2 separate regions of the Mus musculus genome follow, and region 2 is linked to region 1. The links are chromatin contacts, called in public Hi-C maps. All regions are on one chromosome and are shown on one strand. Each heading gives the region's core, a stretch centred on a gene start, on an enhancer-like site or on the middle of the called end of the contact. The rest is flanking DNA. Distances are from core to core; before and after follow the strand shown.

Region 1 (6,622 bases), core at 3,175-5,674:
TGTCCTGTTGTAGGAATTCGAGTGAAGGCCAAGCTGCATCCAGTCATGTCTGTAGCTAGGAAAGTGCAGAGGACCAAGCAGTGTTCCCGTTCCTCTCGGTACAGCCCCGCCTTGCACTCCGAGGGCTCCTGGCACACTGCTTTGGTGTTTGCTGTTTCTATGTTAGTACAAAGTTAAGATTTACTAAGACATTTCCGGTTTAGCCTGTCGCTTGTATTACTGCTCTTGGGTCCGCTGCTGTCGCGTGTGACTGTGTATTTACTTTTAAGTGAACAGTCTCGGCTTACCGTCATCTTCTGATGCCTCATCCCCTCTGACTGCTACTTGCCCTCAGTATCTCTCCACAGATCTGTATCTCACCCCTCACTGTTGTGACCCCCGGGGCATCCCTGTCTGTGTCACTAGTACTTACCTTCCCGGCCTGAGTTCCATCTGTATCTGTGATGTCACTGCCACTTGTCCCTTGCAGTCCTCACCCCGCCCATTACGTCCCAGCCTGCTGACGTCACTGGCACATAGTGGTTTTTTGGTTTTTGGGTTTTTTTTCCCACCTCTTGTAGCAGAATTGAAGGGCTGTCCTAGCAGAGGCCCTGTCTGCATGTTCTGTGCTCTCTACACAGGACCTCAGGACTGGGTACTGCAGGAATGAAGATTGATTTTGGGGTTTTGGGTTTTTTTTTTTTTTTTTTTTTTTTTAATTCAGATGGTCCTGAGAATGGCAGGCGTGTTTCCCTCCCATCCTCTCCCACCCTGCTCCTGATCCCACCGCCGGTCCGGAGCATGACCTTGGCCAAATGCTGTGCTTATGTTGACAGCGGTGGGCGCCTCCCTTCTTGTTCCCCACATGGGAGTGCACTGCCGGCTTTAGGAGACCTCGGTTTTCAGTGAGCAGTGCATCTTTCTGTTCTTTGTGTACGTAGAGATTTGCCACCATCTAAGAGCTTTCCTTCCCCGTACCAAGGATGAGTTCACACCCATAACCAGGCTCCATTCTGCAACTGTCCTGACGCCTCTCCAGTCTTCTCCCGTCAGCAGCCAGGCTGCTCTGAGTGTCCTAACTTATTCCGGATGCTGCTGGTGGGACAGGCACCTTCTCACCATCCCAGCCCCTCATGACCTTGCTTCCTAGATTTGTTCACACACCTAATTACCTCTTCCTGGCAACAGGCTCTGTGCGCAGTGACCCAGGATTTCATAAAGGGAGATGAGGGATAGAGTTTCAGAAAAACACTCGGGTGGAGAAGGTCGTGGCTGGGAACTTTGTTCTTTGCCAAGGTTGCTTCTAAACAGCCTTGGTCTCCGGCTGCCCACTTCCCAGTGGCCTGTAGACAGCCTCAGCCTCCAGCTGCTCACTTCCCGTTGGCCTGTAGACAGCCTCCCATCTGACTGCCCACTTCCCATTGGCCTCCTTTCCATTTCATCATTTAGAATAAGCTCAGAGTTAAACTGACCTTCCTAGGGCTTCTGATGCCTCTCAGTTTATTTTCAGTAAAATCTTTCCTAGTCTTCTCTCCCCTTTTTCTTTTCCTTTTAAAACATTTTAGATCAGGGTTTGTGTGCGCGCGCGTGCGTGCACGCGCATGCGTGTGTTTGGGGCCCAAGGATCAAACTCAGATCCTTAAGAGTTGGCAGCAGGTGCCTTGACGTGGGGGCAAGCACCTTTCCAGCCATGCATCTCCTCTTTCTATTGAGGCATGGTCTCACTCTGTAGTCCAGGCTGACCTGGAACTTGCTACATAACCCAGGCTAGCCTCAAATTCACAGTCCTTCTGCTTGAGCCTCTTATGTGCAGAACTTTATGTGTCTGCTACCATGCCCAGTTCTAAAGAAGCATTAGTAAGTAGCGAGGCCCACCTTCATGTGAAGCCATGATGGCTACAATTGACTGGAAAGACGTCAGGACTCCCCCAGGCAGGATGTTCTGTGGCGGAGTTTTGACGTGGTATCCTTTTGAAGAAGCTTAGAGCAGAAGACTGTTTCTGTGTAGTGCTGTATATTTAAAAAGAAACTGATCTGTCGCTGTATTTGTTTCTCTTTGAAAACGATTTCTTCCATCAATTATGAATCAGTTGGTCAAATTGCCCTGCTTGGGATGTCAGTGTCCCTCAATTAATAGCGCCCTGGGAGACTGCAGATGCTCGGGCGATGCAGAAACCCGAGAGCCCTGGGCGCCCTGTTGTCACTCATGGCTGCTCACTTCCCCGTCTCTCCCTTCTGATTTTTTTTCTAACCGTCGCCTTTCTTAGCAAATCCAGAAACATGATAAGCAGATCTTACAGGACCATTGTTTCTCTGACAGCTAGATGAATGCTGACTATGTTTGGGCGGGCAGATTATATATATTTCAGGAAGCCACCCAGTTCCTGGCCTGAGCACCAAGTCGCTGCTTCAGTCTGTGAGCAATTTTGGTTTCCTGAACCGTGCGTGTCTGTCATTGTTCTTTTGAAAGTGACGAGCAAAACACAGATCTCAGTCCCGGAAGCGGCTGGCTTGTCAGAAGGGACCCCTGGTGTCCTTGCTCTCAGGACTGTGGCCTTTGAAACAGGCTAGGCAGCACATCCTGAGGCCGCGAGGCAGTCTCTGGAGAGGATGCGTCCTGTATTGTTTGCAGTTCCTGGGAGCTGAGCTGCAGTTGGCTCCCTATGGCTGCGAGTGCTTTCCCTGCTGACCCGGCCTCTCAGAGGAGGGAGCTGATGCTCATGGGAAAGATCGCCCAGCAGCCTGGGGGCAAAGCCGTGATCAGTCAGAGCAGAACCCAAGTTCAGCACAGTTACCAAGTGTGACCCTCCAGAGCAGACTTCTGACCCTGCCTAAATGCCGGCCTGCTCAGCTGACGCATGCCTAGAGCACGCTGACTCAGCACAGGAAAAGCCTGTTGGGTGAATTCATAATAAACCAGTTGGGCTTGGGAGTTAGTCGCAGGTAATGGAAGATGAGACATTTCTTTTTCTTCCCTGTGCAGGTGGAGTTAAAGGACAGTGGCACTTCTGGCGTAGCGCAGAGAGTGTTTAAGAATGCTCTCCAGCTGCTTCAGGAAAAAGGACTCGTGTTCCAGAGAGACAGTGGCTCTGATAAGCTGTACTACGTAAGAGACCTGCAGCCTAGTTTCCCCTCATGGCTTCCGTTACAAGTACAGTTAGGCTTAGGAATAGTACCAGTTTCTAAGACAGTGAGTCGGGGTGAAAGCGACCTCTTACCCTTTCACAATGTAACTGTTTCCTCCAGTGAAACAGTCTGACTCTGTAAACCCAGGCTGACCTTGAACTCCTAATCTCCTGGCTCCACCTCTCCACGGCTGGGATTGTAGGTGTGTGCCACTACTCCGGATCCATGCTGCCACTTGAAGCCCAATGGCCGTCTAAATATTTATCTGTACATTGACAGATATACAAGCACGTCCCTATGGCTTTTTTAAGAAAGGAAGGAAGGGTAGGGGAAGGGGGAACGGAAGGGAAGGGAGTAAGAGTGAGTGAGCTATCTTCTAATTGAGAAGGCCTCATCCTCAGAGCTCCTGGTGCAGATGCTGATGCACTGGAGACTGTCCTGTGTCTTCCACCAGCATCCCTGGCCTCTCACACTAAATGCCACTAGCACCTAGTATGTTGTGACAATCAGAAATGCCTTCGGGCATCACCAGATGTCCCACTGCTGTGAAGAGTGCTCCGCACAGCCTGCAGTGCCACCGTCTGTCCCTGTGCCCGTGTGTCCCGGCACCTGCGAGTCTGCCTCACTCTTTCTGACCAGGAGTATTTACCAGAACTTTCTAGCCATTCCTTTGTGACGGACGGACGGACACTACGGTTGTACGACTTTTGCTGTCACAAATAGTGTTTCCTGACTCGATCTGTGTGGCTCTCTGTGTGAATCTGTGTTGGTATTTCCAAGGACGGCTCACGCAGGAGAGCGCCCGGAGCAAAGGACACTTTAGTTAAAGCTTTCAGGTAACTCCAGTCTGCCTCCCTGAAGGCCTTGCTTGCCAGCCTCCCTTCTGAGGAACGGGACGGCTGCTTGCTTGCCTCCATCTTTTCAAGGTAGAAGTCTGCCTCTTGCTGCATGCCTTTGATGTTGGAGGCAGTAAGCTGAGAGAGGACCACTCGTGTCCAGAGCGGAGAAGTGGCTTCAGAATAAGATGAGAGCTCTGGAGACAGGCTGCTGGGCCTGCCTGCTTGCAGACTCGCTAGAGGTCTACTTAGCAGGTCATTTCCTCTGTGGAGAGGCCCAGGTTTTATTTATTTAAGTAGGAGGGGTTTTCCACAGTGTTGAGAGGTAAGCCAGTATAACACAGTGCTGTCCACTCATCCCGGGATGGGAGGGGCCAAGCAGGACATGGCGGCCATTGTCACACTAAGTTCAGCTGGAGCCCTCTTAGAGATTTGTGCCTCCTTCTGTTCTGGGTTGGCTTCTGTGAGGGTCTGTCTGTAGAGAGCAACCCTCCCTGGGAAGCAGCCAGGGCAACTGCAGCTGCCCAGGGCGAGGTGTGGCAGGGTTGGGCACTTCCTCTTGTGAATGAATCACCCTGAGCTGGAAGGGGTAGTCAAACAGGAATAGATCCCACGGCCCCTTCTGTGGCTGACCCCTCCCTTCCACTCATCCCTGATTTGTGGCTTTCCTTTCTCCTGAAGCCCTGCTGGGGACATAGTTACAGCAGAGCCCAGAGCTCTGTTTGCACCCATGGTTGACCTTCACACTAATCTTGTGAGTCCGAAGTCATCAGGTCTCACGGGCGGCCATGGCTGTTTCCTGTACCCAGTTCTTCAGCTGTGTTCCCATGCTTAGACTTGGCTCTTCCTCCTTCCTCTTTCTTCTCTCCTTTTACACACTCCTTCCTTCCTTCCCTCTTCCCCTTTCTTCTCTTCCTCCCTCCCTCCCTCACCTTCTTTTTCTTTTGCTTCCTCTCCCTCCCCCCCTCTCTGCCTCTCTTCCCTCTTCCCTTCCCTCTTCTCCCCTCTCTCTTCTCTAGTGTTATTAAATTTACTGCCTGTAGCTGAGGGTGAAGCCTGCTGCTAGTTGAGAAACATGGTTGTGGGTGTGCCTACAAGAGCAGAGAGCGTTTCTGTAGATAAGCTGGATTCTCTAGCTTGCTGGCTTCCCCATGCCCATTTCTTCTTTAATTCTTCCTTGTGCTTAGAAGAAGAGGAACTAAAGAAATATAAGACAAGAAGGGGACCGAGAGGAAGAAGGCTGGGACAGGGAGGAAACTTTGAACCTGCGGGAGCTCCTTCAAAAACACTGGGCAAGGAAGAGGAGTGTCTGTCTGAGTGGCCACAGTGTAGAAAAGGGCAGTTGCCCCTTCAAGGCACAGGGTTCCAGTTATGCTTTCCCTTCTGGCCCCAACAAACCAGCTCCTGAGAGAGCTGTGTCCTTAGGGGCAGAGCGGAGCTGCAGCGGCCACCACGCATCAGAATCACTGAGGGAGGGCGTATGGGGGAGGCTTGTCGTTGCTATGGGATTTGTAGAACCGCCTCGAAGGCTGGTCTTGAGTTCTGAGTGACACACTGCTGTGTTCTCAAACCACGTTTCCTCTCTGGATTCTCCTTTTAGGTAACCACCAAAGACAAAGACCTGCAGCAGAAGATCTACCACATCATTAAGGAAGACTGTCAGAAACCAAACCGTAAGTGTTTTGTGATGGTGAGCCGGTGCGCCCAGGGTTCCTTCCCTCCTAGACAGAATCAGGATGCTCTGTCCTGACTCAGGAGGGAGACAGCCAGGGCTTCTGTCCTCCGAGACTCATTGTCCTCTCCTCTATGTCGTGTTGCCTGGGCAGAGGAGTCAGCATGTGGGGCTCCTTTAAACAGCCCTGGGGTGTCCGGTCCTGTAGGGATAAGCTGGAGGCCAACCACCAAGCTCTCCCTGAGATTCGGGCACACTGAAGTGAACCACCACGCTCGGCTCTGAGATGCGCTCGCTGCTTCTGGTCCCTGGTTTGTCGCCCATGTTTACCACTGCCTCTGAATGTAATGTCAACATTCACTCTCTTCTCAAACATCAAGGCTTTTCAGTTTCAGGCAGGACGGCTCTTAGACATTACAGTTCATGAATAACGAAATCCAGTCATCTCAAGAAACCCTTGAGTTATAAATGAAATGGCTTAGAAAAATAGTGCCGGTTTGTGGAGTTAGGTCGGCCCCTAGTGGCTGGACACTCAAACTACATCTAGTCTGATAACTCGCATATCAATTCACCCTAATTACAAAGAAAGCATCCGTCTTATCATGAGTCTGTATGAACTTGTGAGTCTTCAAGGTGACCGTCCAGAGCCTGGCTTTTGCAAACATATGCCAATGACAAATACTTATGTCACCATGATCCTAGGAGCAGAAAGGGTTGTTAGCCCTGGGTCCCCTTCCTATTTTTATTCTCTCTGGAGAAGTCTTTCACTCCTTTCAGACCCAGAAGGAAAGGCTGGGTCTACAGACAGGTAGAGGGAGGCCAGGTCATCTACCCTGTGGTTTAGGACCCAGTGAGATCAGAACCAATAGGGTGCCACAATCAGACAAGAAAGAAAGAAAGGAAGGAAGGAAGGAAGGAAGGAAGGAAGGAACGGAGGAAGGAAGGGAGGGAGGGAAAGGGAAGGAAAGAGCGAGCCCCAAAGCAGTCCTGTTACGGTAGTAATGGATGC
Region 2 (6,643 bases), core at 2,322-4,821, 330 kb before region 1:
GGGCGCTCATCATTGAGTTAGGAGGCATCAAACCATCACGGGGTCAGCAAGCACAGAACTTCTTGCTCCGTTCATGGGATTTCAGCTCTGCATTGATCCCTTCCTGACTTGGTCCACTCAAGCTGCCATTTGTTAGAGCCCAATGAGTTTTGCTTGGCGTTCTGTGCTGTCAAAGCCTTGTGTCCGAACAGGTCAGTGCCTGGGCTCCCTGTGTTGGTACCTGTTTTTACTTTGCTTCAGGGCATCTCTTTGTGTCTATACCAATTCCACTCTTGCCTTCGGTGAGGCCCCTTTGAGATCTTCAGCCTCTCTAACTTTTTCTTAGTCATCCCAAAACACACATATTTTATAACATACATTGTGTGTGCATGTATACAATATAATGTGTAACTTGAGAGCTCACAGTCGTACTTAGAATGAAACTGTTATTGCCAATGGCCAAGTAATAGTTGGTTAATTAAAGCCAGCCGAATTGATGTAACTTGTGGGCTCACTGTTCTAAAATAAATTCTAACATATAGAAAGGCACAAATGTGATCATTTATGTTTCTGAAGTAGCTCATTCACTGACGTCGTCTGTGAAGCCAGGGGAGAAGCACAGCTCTACACCTCCACACTGTCTCTGAAAGTAGCCTGAGCAATTCACCTAACTGGGAGTGGAGAGTGTCCAGGCTCAGGTAAAGATGCGGATCGAGGGCTTACATGCACGCGCGCGCGCGCGCGCGCACACACACACACACACACACACACACACACACACACACACCGCACATGTACATGGATACACGTGGCCATGTACACACAGACATGCATATATGTACCCTTGCATGCATACCCAGGAATTGCAGGACAAACCAATAGGAAGTAGATTCTAGAGCTTGTTAAGAATAAGCCCAGTGTGGCCGCAGATACCTTAAGTCGAAGCACTCAGAAAGCAGAAGCAGGCTAATCTCTATAAGTCTGAGGCAAATGAAAAAGGCATACCCCCTTGGCATGGGCTTCTCAGAGAAGAGTTTATTAATACATTTTTATCATAGATTTTTTTTTTAAGTACAGGGCTCCAGAGGAAGAAAGATCCCCAGGAAAAAGAATAAAACAGACTAGTGGGGGGGGGGTGGATTCTCAAGATATCCCAGTTGAGTGTCTTAGCATTAAGCTTATATACAATTTCGGCAGCTCTCAAGTATTATCTCAAAAGACTGCTAGTGTGTGTGTGTGTGTGTGTGTGTGTGTGTGTGTGTGTGTGTGTGAGAGAGAGAGAGAGAGAGAGAGAGAGAGAGAGAGAGAGAGAGATTCTAGGAGGCTCCTTAAATGGAGTTAAAATGATGAGGTATGACCAGGAGCCACTGAGATTACACAAGGAGGTTAAGACAAGACCTTGTTCAGTGAAGGAAAATTCTGATGAAAGATCTAGAAAACTTCAGGTCTACGACTTGGAAAGGAATAAAACGTCAAGCAAATGTTAATCATATTGGTGTAAGTGTTGCAGCTCTGAAGTGAAAGGTTTCCACTTCAAAAGTGTTCCAGTTTGCTCCAGCTGCTGCAGGGGAGCTTTTCCCAATGGGAATGTAACAGTTCTGCTACTCGGGAGGGAGGGGACGATTTCCAAAGTGTTACAGTTCTGCTCTAATGAAAGTGTTAGAGCTCTGCTCAGGTAGGGGTAAGTTTCCCCCAGCCAAAGCTCTATACTGAGAGGTATCCTGGCAACCCGGAGCCAAGGGGTACCACCAAGTCACACCACACAGCAAGCCTCACACAAGAGATTAACTGAGAGGTAAAACCTCGATGGACGATGGACAGTGGCTGCTTTTGCTCAGGCAATTTGAGCAGAAGGCGGGGCTTATATAAGATTTCTGGAGGTGCAGAGCTTTCCAGGATAGAGATTCCCAGGGTGGTGATTGGTGAGATATCAATTCCTGAGCTTGAATGAACTCAGGGATTGGTGGGTGTCCTTATTATGTAATTGGTGGGTTTTATCCTGCATTCGGAACGTTTGGTTCTCAGCTGCCAGACTCTGATTAGCTGGCTCTCCCTTCTCCTGACTCCATAGTTTCACGTCTTTCTGCTCTACCTCAGCATCATTCTTGTTATTAAACACTGATGCTGTGGATTATTGCTTCAAAGGTCTTCCTCTTTTTTCTCTCTCTCTTTAAAATCCCCCTTTCTTTAACCTACTTGAACACATCCATAGTTCATTACTGTAGGGTAAAAAGGGCAATAGAAAGAACACTATGACCCTGACTTGACCCCAAGACCAAGGCCAAGAAAAAGAATCCCACCAATCCCTAAGCTTGCCACAATATCAGACAAAAAAAAAAAAAAAATTCCACCAATCCCAGGCCACCCTGGAAAGCCCAGCAGCCATGAAACCCTACATAAAAACCCTACCTTATGCTCAGTTGACAGCTGCTTCTAGTCCAAGCATTGCATCCACCCTCCTGGGTTTCCCCTCCCAATAAATCTCTTGGGTGAGGTTTGTTGTAAAGTGTGACAAGGTGGTATTGCTTGGTTCCCAATTGCCAGGATACCTTTCCTATCAAAGCTGTAACATTTTCATTGGTGAAGCCCTGCCCTGCCACTGTAACAGTTACAGTGATGGAGTGAACATTCCCTAGACCAGGCTCAGCCATTTCCAACATATTATTTCCTTTCTTTCTTTTTCTTTCTTTCTTTCTTTCTTTCTTTCTTTCTTTCATCCTGTTTCTCTTCTTCTTCTTCTTCTTCTTCTTCTTCTTCTTCTTCTTCTTCTTCTTCTTCTTCTTCTTCTTCTTCTTTTCTCCTCCTCCTCCTCCTCCTCCTCCTCCTCCTCCTCTTCTTCTTCTTCTTCTTGTATAGAATAGAGTTTATTCAGGCCATGGGAAGGGGAGTTAATAGAGTAGTAAAGGCAGAGAGAGAGGGAGAGAGAGAGAGGAGGAGGAGGGGGAGGAGGAGGGGGAGGAGGAGGAGGGAAGGAGGAGGGGGAGGAGGAGAAGGAGGGAGAGGCTGGTGGGAGCGGGGAGGGAATGGGGAGCCCAACTTTTTTTTTTTTTTTTTTTTTTTTTTGGCCAGGTGGGAAGGAAGGAACTGGAAAAGGGGAAGAGAAACTCAGGGAAGAAAAAGGATTAGACAGGACAGAGGCAAGGGGCTAGGAGAGAAGAGCATAGCCTATCACCCACCAGATTACTTCAGTCTGCCTCCTTGCGCTCACAGAGGAGACACCTGAAGGGTTGTTAGGCAGCCATTGTGCCCCTCACCCTTTGGATTCTGACTTGGCTTTCTGCTCACTGGGTTCCGAGCAGGCTTAACCGGTGCAGGGAAATAAATGAAATATTTCCGGCGTATAGATAGGAGTAGCATGGCAGCATGCAGAATTAATAACCGTCTTGACACTTATTAATACTGAAACTATTTGCTGAGGCAGAAGCACTCCAGCATCCACGACCCAGGGTCCCACCGCTCGGCTTCGCTCGCCGCTCGCCCATAGGCGGCGCCCGCCAGCCAATGGGCGCGGGGTTCCCGGTCTCCAGGATACAGGTGTAAACAGTGGCATCTTCGCGGGCTTCTTAGCCTGACCCGGCCGGGCCAAGGAGTAACGGCCGCAGCCCCGGGTGCGCTGGGAGTCGGCATGTCGCAAGACCCGGAGCGCGACGACGTCACTGCCTCTGCCACTGCCTCTGCCTCAGCCTCAGCCCCTGCCTCTGCCTCTGCCCACTACTCCGGATCCTCCCTGTCGGTGAGGTGCGGCATCGCGGCCGCAAGGGGCTGGAGGGGGAAACCCTGCCAGGACCCCTGCCCCTCGAATCCTCCAAGCAAACTCGCTCTGCTTCTCACTCCCCACCCCCACCCCCGCAACTCCTCCCCACCCCCGGCTCCGACCCTGTGCAGCCTCTTCAGTTGGACCCCTCGGTCGGTCTCCTGACCAAATGACCAACCGGCCCTCAGTTTCCCACCTCACCACATTGCTCTCCTGCTAAGGGACCCTCACTTGTGTGCCCGGTATTCCTCTCCCCCACCTTCTGTTTTTGCATCCTCTTCCTGCCTCGGTGGTACTCAACCCCAGAGCTCCTGCAAACCCATTCAGCCCTCCTCTTCATCAGCGTCCTCTTAGGCGATTCCCTCCCTTCTAACTCCTTCCTTCTCACTCCGGATTCCTGTGCGCAGTTGCTGGGCCTTAGACATCTGGAAGAGCTAACTTTTCTGTCCCTCCACGTTCTGAAGGATGGCTTACAGTTCAGGGTCCCCTGTCACTGCTGTTCTGTGTCATGGGAGGAGATGGGGGACAGACTCGGAAAACATGTGCCCTTCACTCTCTTTCCTCCACTTTCAAACATATCTTTAATATTTAAATAAAATGGAATTTTCCTTATCTCAGACTTTCCTTCCACCATATACCTACCACACAATCCTCTCCTAAAATGGACCTCTCACGTTCTAACTCCTTTGCCCTCGTGTCTTCCTTGTCCTTATGTGGATTTTTAGGTCTAAAACAGAGCCGTGCATTCTTCATGTGTGTAAACTATAAGCAAGTCACGTACGTGGCTTACAACTATAGAGTGTGCTGTCTTACTCAAAGCGGTTTTAAATTTGTTTAGTTGATTTTTTTAAGTGATTTTGAGTTTAGTTTTTCAAAAAACAGTCAAGAGAAAAGAACCCTGGATACACTGTTTTCTACAATTTCCTTTCAACCTAGTGAGCCATGTCACAGGCCAGAGACCTATTGATCTTTGCATTTCTTTTATATATATAGAGAGATTTATTTATTTATTATTATGTATATGTGTATATGCGTATATACGTACACTGTTGCTGTCTTCAGACACAACAGAAGAGGGCATCAGATCTCATTACCGATGGTTGTGAGCCACCATTTGGCTGCTGGGAATTGAACTCAGAACCTCTGGAAGAGCAGTCAGTGCTCTTAACTGCTGAGTCATCTCTCCAGCCTTTGCATTGTTCTAGACCATCGGCTCACACTGGTTTCTCAGTGAGTCCCTGTGTTCCTCTGAAAGACTGGAGCAGAGAGGGAGTTAAAAATGAAGCGGATGTGTTTCAAAGACTGGGATGGCTTTCTAGGTGCTGTGTTGGAAAGGAAGTGAGCGTGGATCATACTGATGCTGATCTATCTTTTCTCAAAGATGGGTGCAAGGATTCCCTAGTCAGAACGTCCACTTTGTCAATGACCAGACCATCTGCTACCCTTCTGGGAACTTTGTAATATTCATTAACCTGGAAACCAAGAAGAAGACTGTACTCCAGTGTATTAATGGGATTGTGGGCGTCATGGCAACTAATGTGCCCAGTGAAGTCGTGGCTTTCTCTGACCGAAGATTTAAACCTGTTATCTACATATACAGCTTCCCATCGCTGACCAGAAAAAACAAGTTAAAAGGTATCTGGGACACCCTCCCCCTCCCCCTTTAAGTCAGCCGTTTGACTTAAAGGTGGTGTGCTTCCCGTCAACACTGGAATTACCTCAGAAATTACCTAAAAGGGCAGAATCATCCTTTCGTGGTAGCACACACCTGTGGTACCTCACCCCCACCCCCTTCACCCCGGAACTGAAGGATTTTTGTTTTGTTTGTTTTTCAAGATAGGGTTTCTCTGTGTAGCCCTGGGTATCCTGGAACTGACTCTGTAGACCAAGCTGGCCTTGAACTCAGAGATTTCCCCCTGCCTCTGCTTCCTGAGTGCTGGGACTAAAGGGACGCACCACCACCACCTGGCTACTGAAATTTGTTTTTTATGTGAACAAATCTAGTTCTTAGGAATGAAGGTGTTTTGTATTGTGAAAGGTTGTTTTGGACAGAAGTAGACAAGCTGACCACTAAAGGTTTATTAACCCCATAAGCCACAGCCATCTGACTTAAAGGTGGTGTGCTTCCTGCCAACACTGGCCTTACCTCAGAAATTACCTAAAAGGGCAGAATCATCCTTTCGTGGTAGCACACACCTGTGGACCCAGAAACTTAGAAGCTGAAAAGGGAGGCTCACTTGAGCCGGTAAGCTGGAAACTAGCCTGGGCAAATCCAAAAGAAACAGCTACACCCTCAAAAAACACACAACCTGATTCCCCGCCCGCCCCACCTAACAAACCCACACCTTAGTTTGAACATTTCTCCGGTGGCTGACTTGCATTTTAAACCCTGAGAAACACAGGGGTTGGAGAACTGGCCTCTTATGCAACAATGTTTGTTCTTTTCCTGGTGACTGATTGGAACTGGAATTCTTACACAAACCGATGCTCAAATGACTACAGGCAAGACTGAACCTCCCTGTCCTTAACCACAAATGGAGCTAAATATAGCATCTAATGCTAAGTTTGTGTTGATAGGGGAGGCATATGCATGCACACACACACACATACACACACACACACGCATGCACACATACACACACACACACATGTACACACACACACACACGCATGCACACACACGCATGCACACATACACACACATGTACACATACACACACACACGCATGCACACATATACACACACATGTACACACACACGCATGCACACACACACATGCACACATGCACACACACACATACACACACACGCATGCACACACACATACACACACACATACACATACACACACACACATGCACACACACACACACACGCATGCACACCAAGCACTCATTCCAGGTTATCTA

Evidence for each region. A called contact is a pair of places that touch in the nucleus more often than the background predicts.
Region 2: a contact with region 1 is called in a Hi-C map of hematopoietic stem and progenitor cells, with 4 times the contacts expected there. The contact joins the promoter of Cfap43 here to the enhancer-like site in region 1. A contact is called at or near these places in 1 of 39 promoter capture datasets (embryonic stem cells), 5 of 15 datasets of contacts at CTCF or cohesin (the G1E-ER4 cell line, embryonic stem cells, large pre-B cells and 2 more), 122 of 484 Hi-C or Micro-C datasets (the 4T1 cell line, the 63-12 cell line, the AML12 cell line and 69 more), 31 of 115 datasets of contacts at active chromatin or transcription factors (DN3 thymocytes, PVALB interneurons, T-cell acute lymphoblastic leukemia and 20 more) and 4 of 9 other capture datasets (adipose tissue, liver, macrophages and 1 more).

What each region holds. Positions count from the first base shown.
Region 1 is chr19:47,506,798-47,513,419 of GRCm38.p6, reverse strand. Stn1 (STN1, CST complex subunit) reads left to right here. Exons shown (of 10, transcript NM_175360.3): 8 at 2,963-3,085; 9 at 5,542-5,614. Gm19557 (predicted gene, 19557) reads right to left here and starts at 438. Exons shown (of 3, transcript NR_045322.1): 1 at 413-438; 2 at 1-157. Within about 2 kb of position 4,424, at least 212 of the 459 cell types and tissues checked have an H3K27ac peak or open chromatin away from gene starts, as enhancers often do. A contact at or near this core is called in the 4T1 cell line, the AML12 cell line, B cells and 40 more, where this site is marked.
Region 2 is chr19:47,834,289-47,840,931 of GRCm38.p6, reverse strand. It overlaps Cfap43 (cilia and flagella associated protein 43), which reads left to right and starts at 3,571. Exons shown (of 38, transcript NM_027559.2): 1 at 3,571-3,717; 2 at 5,115-5,368. The coding sequence starts at 3,605.